2 separate regions of the Rattus norvegicus genome follow, and region 1 is linked to region 2. Evidence: chromatin contacts called from public Hi-C data. All regions are on one chromosome and are shown on one strand. The core of a region is the stretch at or near the end of the contact, and the rest is flanking DNA. Distances in the headings are between cores, read along the strand shown.

Region 1 (5,691 bases), core at 899-3,398, 69 kb before region 2:
ATGAAAACACCCAGAAGTCTGTGTAGGAACTCATATATGTATATTTTACACACTGTACATACATACTAAGACATGAGTGTATGGTATGGTGGTGCAGCTACACAAATGTGCAGGTGCACAGTAGCTAACTATGCGTCCAAAAGAACCTGCTAGAAACTCAAGACATGTGTATGTGTGTGCCTGCATATGTGTTTATCTACACTTCTGCTTTCCTTAAGCACTTAGACAGAACTGCTCAATACAGGCCACCATAATCAGGACAGAGCCAAAACTCTGGAGGGTTGACAACACCCCTCCCCCTTATAGTTAGAATTATCCGCTCTGGACTTGTTGATGGCTACTGAAATAGACAAGGAGACAGACACTGAGCCTGTCTTTAGCCCCTCTCTGGCCAACAATGCTTGAAATACTTCAAGTATTTCAAATCCTGGGACTGCAGACGAAAGCCTCATGTTTCACACATGTGGTCAATGCAAAACTTTTTAAAAATTATTTACTTTTATTTTACATGTACAAATGTTTTGGCTATATGCATATGTATGTGTGGAACCTAAAGAGGCTACGAGAGTGTATCAAATGGTGCAGGTTACCACTGGGTGCTGGAGATTGAGCCAGGGTCCTCTGTAGGGACAGCAAGTGCTCTCACCACTGAGGCATCTCTCCAGCCCCCTCCCTCCACTTTTATCACCTTCAGAAAAGTAACTAAAGTTACTTTTTAAAGAAACTCAATTCCATGAGATTCTTGTGACCTTCAAGGGGGACCCAAAGCACATATATGGTATACCTGAATAAAGGCAGGCAAAAGGCTCATCCATATAGATTAAATAAATGTAAAATAAATATAAAGAAACTCCGTTTTAAGTTGTTTTATTTTTAGTATGTTTGATGGCATTTAAACATTGATACCCTGGACTGGGCTGCAGTTCCTCAGTACCTGCATAGCTTACATGGGGTTCCAAAGTTTGATCTCCAGTACTGGAAAAAATAGCTGTTTATAAAATTTTTACACAGAAACATTTTCTTGAGGTCAGGGAAGGCCTGTTGACTTGGTATCGTCATTTCCACTAACTACTTCATTCTGACCCTTAGGAATCAAAGGGTCTGTTTAACAAGTGGCCGTTTGTTATACTTTCATTTAGTTAAATATTTTGAAATAATTTCCTCATAGTGGGAGGCTTTACAGGTTCGGAAGGCAGCAGCCTCACCGAGCATGAGCCTACCCTTTTTTTCTCTCATAACAACAGTCTTAACTGTTTTCACTGGTGATTTTATCAAGTCATGTTCTTAATGTTTCTTAGCCAGTGAAAATAATCCTATTTATCCTCTCTCTCTTAATTGCGGCAGGACAGCTCCTCCTAACCATCCCTTTCACTAGGCCATAGAAACACTGCCTGTCTCAGCCAGTGCAGCTGAGAGCCGGACAACAAGGAAATAGGAGCCACTTACCTAACGTAAGCACTGGGCCACTCTCTGTCTACTGCTCCAAAGTGTGAGAATGGCGCTAAGCTAGGGGGTAGTGCCCTTACATGAGCCAGGCAGCCCACACTTTGGTCCAAGGTCCTGATCCACTGGGGGCAGCTGCTGAGTCCTGAGTGCCAGTGCGATCTGCACTACGTCTTTCAGTCACAATTCAATGGAAACAAATGGATGTTAGCCTGCATTAGAGCACAAACTTCTAACAATATGGACTTTTTCCTGAGGTGTTTTAAATCATCTTATTCTTAGCAAATCCTGAGAATAGGGCTGATTTGTTTTTAAAGCATCAGCCCAGAAACAGGTAAAAATGAATGAACCAAAGGTGCCTGGGAAGAAATCACCCGGTCAATGTCAGCGGCAGAAGTCAGCACAAGAAGGCTCTCATTCTCAGTCGCCAAGAAAATGATAAAGCAGAGTACGTCTCACCTTTGGTGATGCTGAGTGTGTTATCGCCACTTGCCACAAAGTCATAAAGTGCAACAAAGAGATTAGGGTCGCTCTCAGTGGCGCCCAGCAAGTTCTCCTTGGAGCTCCACCTGATAGCTTCATTCAGTGCCTGAGATTCAGCGTCACAACCAAAGGGGCGGTGCAAAACTTCTGAAAGACACAAGAGAGCGAGGCGTCCAGTGAGTCAAACAGCTAAGAATTCAGAGCTCAGGGTGAGGGCTGCAAGTGAAGTGCTGGCTTACACTTAGCCTGTCTCACAGAGTTACCACGAAGAAGCCAGGAGTTAGTTAGGTCATCCTCTACTGACTGTACAGTGAATTCAAGGCTAGCCTGAGCTACATTTGACTCTACTGCAAAAACACCACACACAAAGAGTGGGCACAGGTGCGGTTATTTCCTGGGCTTATGGCAGCAACTGAAGTCAAAGAAAAGACCATAACCAGAGAATGCACTCACCTAATCAGATCTAAATGACAACAAAGGTGCGGTTCTCTAAAAATGAGGAACGACCTTACAAACAAGTGCTTACTAGCTTTATAAGGCACATGTGGCACATTGCTGGGGTAATGACTTGCAGCTTTATGGAGGTGGGTTGAGTTAGTCTCAAATGGCCCACACTGGCCTCAGTCTCAAGCTTGCTATGAAATGGAGGGTGGCATTTACTCCCAGGCAGTGCTAGGATGACAGGAGTGTCCTTCACACCCGGCTAACATGGTAATGACCTGAAATATGGATGGTAAAGTTAAGAAACCCTTCTAAGCTAGGTGCTTGCTTTATGCCTTCATACAAAACAAAGCAGGGGAAGTAAATTCCTGAAGAGATAAATATCTTATATATCAATATCATGTATTTACAAATAACAAATACAGACACGGTGCTTCTGGCAAGATTAATCCTGAGCTCTCCACCTAACAGAACACATCTGAGTCACTCATGGCAGCTCACACCTCTAATGCACCACTCAGGAGACTGAGGCCAGGAGTTTGAGGCCAGCCTAGACTACAGAGTGAGACTGACTTTATCTCAAAAATAGTAAAGAAAGAAAAAGAAATACATTTTAATTTAATACGAAATACTGTGAGCATGCATCCAAAATATCTTTTTATGTTATGACAGCTTACAATTGCTCATTTCTTTAATTTTTTTTAAAAACTCTAATCTCTTTTCCTGAGCAGTAGATTTCTGTAAACTATTAGTAACTTAATCAAGGTTCTAGAAAATACCATCCATGTACTTTTGAGTTTTAATTATGCACATCAGCTAAAACCTTGTGAGATCTGTTTCTTTCTTAAGGCCTTTTCAAGTTCCAAATCTAATCCTGTACCACATTTGTTCAAAATTACCTGATTCTCATACCCTAGTTTTGTTATGCAAAACAAACAAATCAAAACCAAAAAGACCCACTGTTCTCTCAGTGGCAACATTCTTGCTGTATTAAATGGCTCCTTGCCGAGGCAAATGACCCATCTATGCCATGTAACATTTTTCTCTTATGTCTCTTTCCTAGTTTATTCAAAATAGATTTTGCCACATTTGAAGGGGGAAAAGGTTTGCACCTATGGTTCCCTTTTGTTTCAAGTCATTCCCTCTTCTCCGTCTTTCCTTCAGTGCTTTGTTCAATTCCCACAGATCTCACCTGGACTACTGCCTCCAGTCTTGTCTCCCTCAAATCCATCCTCCACACAGCTGGCAAAGTGATCTATTTAAGACAAAAATTGGACCACATCACTCTTGAGCCCCTTTAAGAGTTATTCATCAAACTCCCGGTCTCCTTGTTTCTGGCTTTCAAGTCCTTTCATGAGTAAGGCAGACCTACTTCTCTGCTTCCGCTCTTCCCACATACCTTACACTCACTTTACTGGGGCTGCCTCCCACATCTGGGCCTTGTTCTCGAAATCCATTACATCTGTAGTGGCTTCTCCTGATCTTCTTCTGTGTATATGAGCATGTAGGCACACATCTGTGTGTGTGTGTAAGCTGGAGAATTACCCTCTGTGTTATTCCTCAGGAGCTACCCTCCTTTTTAAAATAAGTGTGTCACTGGCCTAGGACTCAAGTGGGTATACTCAGGCCACCTCCCCAACACTGGAATTCAAGTGTGCCACCATGCTCAGCTTTTAAAATCATGGTTCTGGAGCTCCAACTCAGGCCCCTGTGCCTGAGGGCAAGCACTTCACTGAAAAGCCTTTCTCCAGCACCCCTCCCTCAGTCTTCTCCTGACTGGCTGACCCCTCACTTTTCAGCACTAAGTTCCCCGTGAATTTTCCTTTGTGTGCTCTCCAAAGAGTACTGCATTAATCCCTTCTCTCTGAAATTCTTTCCCAACCACAAAATGAATTCCTTATAGATAACAACCATTTTTTCCCAAAAGTTCCATACTCTGTACTCAAGAGCTATAAGTTATATGATACTCAACTCATAAAAAAAAAAAAGTAAACAACAGGAAATCATCTCAGCACTGAGGAAGCACATGCAGGCAGATTTCTGTGAGTTCCAGGTTCCAGGCTAGTCAGAGCTATAATGAGTACATGGTGAGACCCCCTTAACAAAACAACAACAAATAACAAAAAAGCAAACTACCCATTAACTAATGTTTGTTGTTGTAAATTTTAAAGCTATGGGAAGAGTTGGGGGAATTCCTGTCCTCAAAACATTTCACCCAGGAGAGTTAAGTAATATATTCAATATATAATCAGCAGATACACAAAAAACTCTTCTTAAATTTTTAATAAATTTAATAAAAGCCAATCAGTAGTACCCCTTAGATGAAGTACAAGGCACAAGGTTAATGTCATAACCAAGAGAAAAGGCCCAGAAGAACCCAAGCCAAGGAGACCGACCGTCTTTCCGTTCCTTGGCTTGGCCGTCACTCCTGTCTCCGGCTGTTACACAGCTTCCTTCTTTCCTTCCTTCCTTCCTTCTTCCCACTCACTCTTTTGTTCTGTACAACAAGTTCCTGTCCAAACTGTCTGCACAGGATATCCACAGAAAACATCGTCCTACCCTCTATTTTCCAAAAGGAAAATATCTTCAAGTAAAAATGTCCCAATTCCAGCTGAGACCAAGACTAAGCACAGAGTTAATGAATGATCTTAGCTGCAAGGCAGGGGGGCGATGAGCAAAAGAAACAAGAAAAGGCAAACTAAAGAACAAAGCACAAGCAAAGGGAACCCTGGAGCCCCTGTCTATGTCCTGTTCGCCACCAGTTAAAACGGGCAAGCCCCATGAGTCAGATGTACTGAGCCCAATTCAATGTCAGTGTGTGGGCTAGAATGTTAACTTCTGAACAACACAAGTTAACTCAATCTTTCAATTAACCACAGCAACAGCAGTGGACTCTGAGGATCCCACAGCAACAGCAGTGCATTGTGAGGATGCAGAAAGAAGGCAGCAAAGGGCCCCACACTCTACTGAATTGTGCAAAAGACCCAGGGAACAAATACTTTGAGAAACAAAAAGTTTGTTATCTTTTCTATTGATACATTTATAGGACAACACACACATACACATACACACACACGCACACACACACACACAACAGCAACATATAACCTATAACAACCTGTAACAATACAACTGAAATACAAAATACAACTGAAATACAAATTCAAATTTGAATATTTAATGTTTAGCTTATAAAGCACATTTTCAATGTTTTCAATGTTTAATCAGTCACTTTTTTATCATTCTCATTATAGATTTGTCAGGCAGTAATCATTTCCTCAAAGTGTTTTCATTATTTTATATTACTTAACATTATTTTAATTT
Region 2 (5,850 bases), core at 2,376-4,875:
CGATTTATGTGCTAGCTCCATGAGGTAGACTATTTTTCACAATCCTGGCAAGTGTGTACTTCCTATGTAGACCAGGCTGGCCTCAAACTCAGAGAGCGTTTGAAAACAGTACAGGAGGCTAAAGGCAGGGCTTTAGATGTGGCAGGCAACCGCCTGACCATGGCGCCACCTCCCCTGCCCACTAGTTTGTCTCCTTAGGAACAAGCAAAAATGTCTTCACATGAGGTTGGGGATTTAGCTCAGTGGTAGAGCGCTTGCCTAGCAAGCACAAGGCCCTGGGTTCAGTCCCCAGCTCTGAAAAAAAAAAAAAAAAATGTCTTCACATGACTAGCCCCAGCCTCCCCAGGAAAGCCAGGTCATCCTTTGTGGGTTACTACTGTTAGAAGCGTGGTGGATTTTGAATTGAATGGATATATTAACTAAATTCAAAAGTTCCTCCTTGGGCTGGAGAGATGGCTCAGTGGTTAAGAGCACCGACTGCTCTTCCCAAGGTCCTGAGTTCAAATCCCAGCAACCACATGGTGGCTCACAACCATCTGAAACGAGTCTGATGCCCTCTTCTGGTGTGTCTGAAGATAGCGACAGTGTAATCATAATATATAATAAATAAATAAAATATTTAAAAAAAAAAAAAGAAAAAAAGAAAAAAGTTCCTCCTTGTGCTAGATGCCTTGGCTCAGTGGGAAAGTACCTGACTAGCTTATATGAGGCCCTCGGTTTAATCCCTTGGACCATCCACCCCCCCAAAGTAAAAAGGATTTATTTCTTTCAGTATTTATTAATCCATTTTATATCAGTCCTTGGCTGCCATATTCACATTCTATCCATCATCTTTTAACTTTCAACTTTGTCAATAAAATTGTTATTATCCCAGTTACCCAGGTTGAAAACCTTCATGTTACCTTTAACACATCCTCATTTTATATAAGAATAAGACTGGTGAAAACAGGTAAGACCAGGTTGGCCCTGAACTCAAAGAGATCCTTCTGTCTCTGGCTCCCAGGTACTGACATTAAAGTTGTGTACTAGTATACTTGGCCCAAACTGAACTCATATATGCAAGAGTACTCTTTTTTTTTTTTTTTTGGTTCATTTTTTCGGAGCTGGGGACCGAACCCAGGGCCTTGTGCTTCCTAGGTAAGCGCTCTACCACTGAGCTAAATCCCCAGCCCCGCAAGAGTACTCTTAACCAGTGTTCTTCCTCAGAGCCTGGGTTCAGTCACCAGCACCCACATAGCACCTCACAACCTTCAAGTTACAGGAAGAGAACTGATGTCCTCCTTCTTGCCTCTGTGGGTCAGGTAGGCATATGGTACACAGACGTACAGGCAGCAAAACACACATACACATAAAATTAAATTAAACGCACATACATATTAAATTAAAAAAGGAAAAACAGCCCAAACCCAGGCCCTCTGGTTATTCAGAAGTCCAGATGCAGAACCTGGACACAAATCACCCAAGCTACAAGTCCTGGGATCATCTCTTTGCATGCTACGTCACTTCCTCTGAAACTCTCTTTCCCATGACTAGTCTACACCTCTCCTCCTTCCCATTCCCCAAGCTACGTGCAGTGGGACAGTTTCTCCTTCACTTTGCTCCTATATGTATTATCACTGAAGCTAGCTTGCTACCTCCCGTCCAGTGTCTACTAGCCCGTCCTGTCTATGGATGGCACATCTCCATCACCAGCCTCTCAGGTCTTAGGATGGCTTCTGGTATTCTGCTCCTAGAACAATGCTTTTTTTTTTTTTTTTTTTTTTTTTTGCTTTTTTCTTTTTTCGGAGCTGGGGACCGAACCCAGGGCCTTGCACTTGCTAGGCAAGCGCTCTACCACTGAGCTAAATCCCCAACCCCAGAACAATGCTCTTATAATATAATATTCATTCATTTTCATTCATTCTCTCTTCTCCTCTTCTTCCTCTTCCTCCTCCTCCTCCTCTTCTTCTTCTCTCCTTCCTCTCTCTCTCTCTCTCTCTCCCCCTCTCTTTCTCTCTTTCTCTCTTTCTCTTTTTCTCTCTTTCTGTCTCTCTCTCTCCCTGGCTGCTGGGGCTTGAACTCAGGCCTCAGACAGGCTGTGTACATTGTCACTACTTTACAGTGCTGTATTCTTAATTTCCCTCATTGCACCCTTTCTTGTACTCTATTTCTGACCGCTAATTACATTATTTGTTAATTTTTATTAGCTTGTGTATATTAATAAAGACATATAAATTAATATGTGCTCAAAGTTTGTCTTTTTTTAAGAGTTTAGGCATTTGCCCCCAGGCCTGATGAAGAGTTTAATACCTGGGATCCACATGGTAGGAAAGAAATGATTCCCAAGTTGACTCCTGACCTCTACATATATGGGTGTGTGTGCGCACACACAGACATACATATGAAAAATAAATATAATTTTAAATAGTTTAGAAACAGCTTTTCTGAAGAATATGAGGCCGAGTAAGTCCCAGATTACATGGAGCACGTATGCATATATGTATACACCAATGGGGCTCAAAGAAAAACTCATGTTCATATCCACATGGAAGCCCTAACCATGCCCACCCATCTAGAGCTCCGCCAGCCATCTCAGAATCCTGTGTCCTACTCTGATAGGCAGAACAGGGTGGTTTGGCAGAGCCCTTCATTTTTAGTTTGGAGAAAATACTCTTGAAAGTAAAGAGATACTGAAAAGGGTTTCACTGTTCACCATTCTGACACTGCTCACCGCCTGATTAATAAAACACATACCGAATATGCCACAATCTCTTAAAGATTCAGTTCCTATTTCCCAATTCCTCGGGGCACGACTCGTTCCCGTCGTTAACAACCGGTTTATCCTCCCACCACCTGAACCTGAGCTCATACCTGCCTTCATCCTTCCCTTCCTGGGGATACCATCCACTGTTCGACAGTCGCCCTGTCCTGTCCCAGGACAGCAAGACATTCAAGCCTGGGTCCCTAAGACCCCTATTCCTTCTCGCCGCCGCCGCCGCCCCCAGACACTGCCAGCCAGGCTGGAGAGCCTAGCCGGGCGGGGGGAGGGGTGTGCCTCGCCTCCCGTGACTGGCCCAGATGGCAGCCGATTCCGCCCCCACTCTCGGGCACCCCTCCAGCCCTCGCCCCCCGAAGGCTGCCCGTCCGCCTCGCACCTCGTCCCGACCCCACCCCACCCCTGGCCTCCCTCACGCCCTCAGCCGGCTTAGGACACACTCACCGTGCTGGGTGAAGACGTTGAAGCCGGCGTCTGCGGTACGCCCCACCGGGTCCCGCCTGCGGCCGGAGGGCCTGGCTGCGCTGCTGCCCCGGATCCCGCGCGGCTGTGGCTGCTGGAGCCCGGGAGCCTCCCCGACGCGGCCCACCTGCTGCCCCATCCCGCCGCTCGCGTACTCCCGCGCCCCCGCCGACCCCTGCTCACATTCCTCCTCTGCTCCGGCCTCGGAGCTCCCGGCACCGCTCCGGCCTCTCCGGCCCAAACCCAGGCCCTCTGGGCCGGAGTTGCCGGCGGCTCCTCACGCAGACTCCTCAGAGCCGCTGCCGCGCGCCGTGCTGCCTCCCAGCGACTCACAGACTACCCTTCTCCCTCCCCCTCCGGCGGCTCCTCGCCCCAGCCGCCGCCGCCATCTTTAAACCACCGAGCACAGGGCGAGCGTGGGACAGAGCGTCTCCCGCCCCTCTCTCGCCCAGGCACCTCCGCTACTCGGTGGGCGGAGCTCCGTGTGGCCCCGCCCCGCCCGCGCCCCGCTGGGTTGAAGTCGAGGCCCACCCCACCGGTCCACCGAAGCTTTCTAGGGCCCTCGAAGGCTTCACCGCCACCTTTACCTACATTCGGCTCCACACACTGCCTTACTTGGAGGGGTGTGGGCGCCCAGCCTTTCTTGTCCCACCCCCACCTGTCAAGTCAGAGGAGGTTCTGAACCCACCACGTGCGCAGCTCAGCAGCAGGCAGCTGAGGCTCGTGAATCCCTGTGCTTAGCTGCCATTCAACTGAGAAGCCCTTCACACACACTCAGCATCAGGTCTAGGGTGAAGTTTGAAATAGTACAAAATTCACCGGGAGATGGTAAAGTGCGGGGTTAACTTAATTTGAATTATTTCTTGATGTGCACTTTGCAGACTTCTTGGCAAAGCCGTTGTAGCCCAATTCCTCATACTACCTTGGATTTCTCTTGAACTCTTCCACCATCTCCCTAACCGCATGTGTTTCTGTTTACTTTAAAACGCCTAACAGTAAAGCTAATCTTCCCACAGATGTGCAGTGCAGGATGTCAGGCACTCCTTTGTTGACCAGGAAAACGTAATCACTTTGACCTGAGTCAGAACTTACTCATCTTTACCTTCTGGTATCTAAATAGAGAAACAGGCAGAAGAGAAGTTTTTTTTTTATAGGAGTGCACCCTGTGTGCAGTTGTCTCCCCATCCCAACCCACTACGAGTTCTATTAACTTAATATTTAGCCAGTTTTTTCAATTCTCAAAGACTCGATGACGCTTATTTCTCGCTATTCCTTTTTCTTCCTTGTTTGTTTTGTTCTTTAAAAGGATCAGTTACTAGACTTGGCACTTGAACTTTTGCTTTCGAATGAGGACTGGAGCCATTGCTTAAATAGAGGAAAACAGCCCTAAGGAAGAGAAGAGTTAGCAAAAATAGATGTAGTTCCCCTTACGTGTGTTTTGTAGAACTGTGTAAGATCACAAGCGTGTGTTGGTGAGATTCGAACTCAGGACCTTGAGTTCCAGGCAAATGCTCTACCACTTGCTACTGCCCAAATTCCAGCTGATTTTGATACAGATATTCACTATTAAAGAGCCTTAGGGGCTGGGGAAAGATGGGTTAATGACAAAAAAAAAAAAAAAAAAAATACTTGCACTGCAAGCCTGACCACCTGAACTTGGAGTTCCACACAAGATACTAGTCATAGTGAAAAGCCAGAAGCACTAGCCCAAGCTTTATGATCCTAGCTGGTCTACAAGAAGAGGGAAGGTTGGGGTTGGGGATTTAGCTCAGTGGTAGTGGGTTCAGTCCCCAGCTCCGGAAAAAAAAGGAAAAAAAAAAAGAAGAGGGAAGGCAGAGATGGGAGAGTCTCCAAAAGCCAGCAGGCCTGGCTTACGTGTGCAATGGCTAAGGAACCCTGTCTTAAACAAGGCTAGAACTGACAGTAAAAGTTGTCCTGTGACCGGCACACATACACATGCACATGCATGCGCCCACACAAAGAACGCTCTAAGTTATTCCATTGCCACCCAGGGTACAGCCAAATGCAATTGAGTTTAGTTCCCACAGAAAAGAAGCACTTCACTTTAGCACTGGATAGAATATGAATTTTCATTTATATCAAAGTTTGCCTGGATTTAAAATACCTCTTGTGGGGTTGGGGATTTGGCTCAGTGGTAGAGCGCTTGCCTAGGAAGCGCAAGGTCCTGGGTTCGATCCCCAGCCCCGAAAAATAAAATAAAATAAAATACCTCTTGTTCCTGGGTGTCATATTGTACTAAATTATAGATCCAGAGGCAGTCGGATCACAAGTTCAAGGCTAGACTGACTGCATAGTAAGACCATGTCTGAAAATTAACAAAAAATGACCACATACCTCTGAGTTGTGGTATATATTTGTATTCCCAACTGCTAAGAAAGCTAAAACAAGGAGACCGCTTGAGGTCGAGAATCTGAGTGAGACCAGCCCGTGCGACATAGCAAGATGCTGCCTCAAAATACTATTTATTTTCTTTTCATTCACAAAGTGGTTGCAGCTACTGAGAAGATTAATTCACAAAGCATAAAGATGATCATAGAAGTAGGATTAGTTTTTATTGTTTGGTTTTTATTTACCCATGGAATTTCAATTTGGTGACAACAGTTTGGTTTCTC

The links. Hi-C and Micro-C count contacts between places; a contact is called where the count stands out from the background.
Region 1: a Hi-C map of the A7r5 cell line shows a contact between it and region 2, with 2.4 times the contacts expected there. The contact joins the enhancer-like site here to the promoter of Abl2 in region 2. A contact is called at or near these places in 4 of 12 Hi-C or Micro-C datasets (the A7r5 cell line, Schwann cells, frontal cortex and 1 more) and 1 of 1 datasets of contacts at active chromatin or transcription factors (oligodendrocytes).

The regions. Positions count from the first base shown.
Region 1 is chr13:71,289,303-71,294,993 of GRCr8, reverse strand. Abl2 (ABL proto-oncogene 2, non-receptor tyrosine kinase) reads right to left here. Exons shown (of 12, transcript NM_001395130.1): 2 at 3,560-3,622; 3 at 1,903-2,073. Among named protein-coding and RNA genes, the nearest start is that of Tor3a, 56 kb to the left of the region's middle. Within about 2 kb of position 2,148, at least 1 of the 93 cell types and tissues checked has an H3K27ac peak or open chromatin away from gene starts, as enhancers often do. A contact at or near this core is called in the A7r5 cell line, where this site is marked.
Region 2 is chr13:71,221,724-71,227,573 of GRCr8, reverse strand. It overlaps Abl2 (ABL proto-oncogene 2, non-receptor tyrosine kinase), which reads right to left and starts at 3,625. Exons shown (of 12, transcript NM_001395130.1): 1 at 3,200-3,625. The coding sequence starts at 3,356.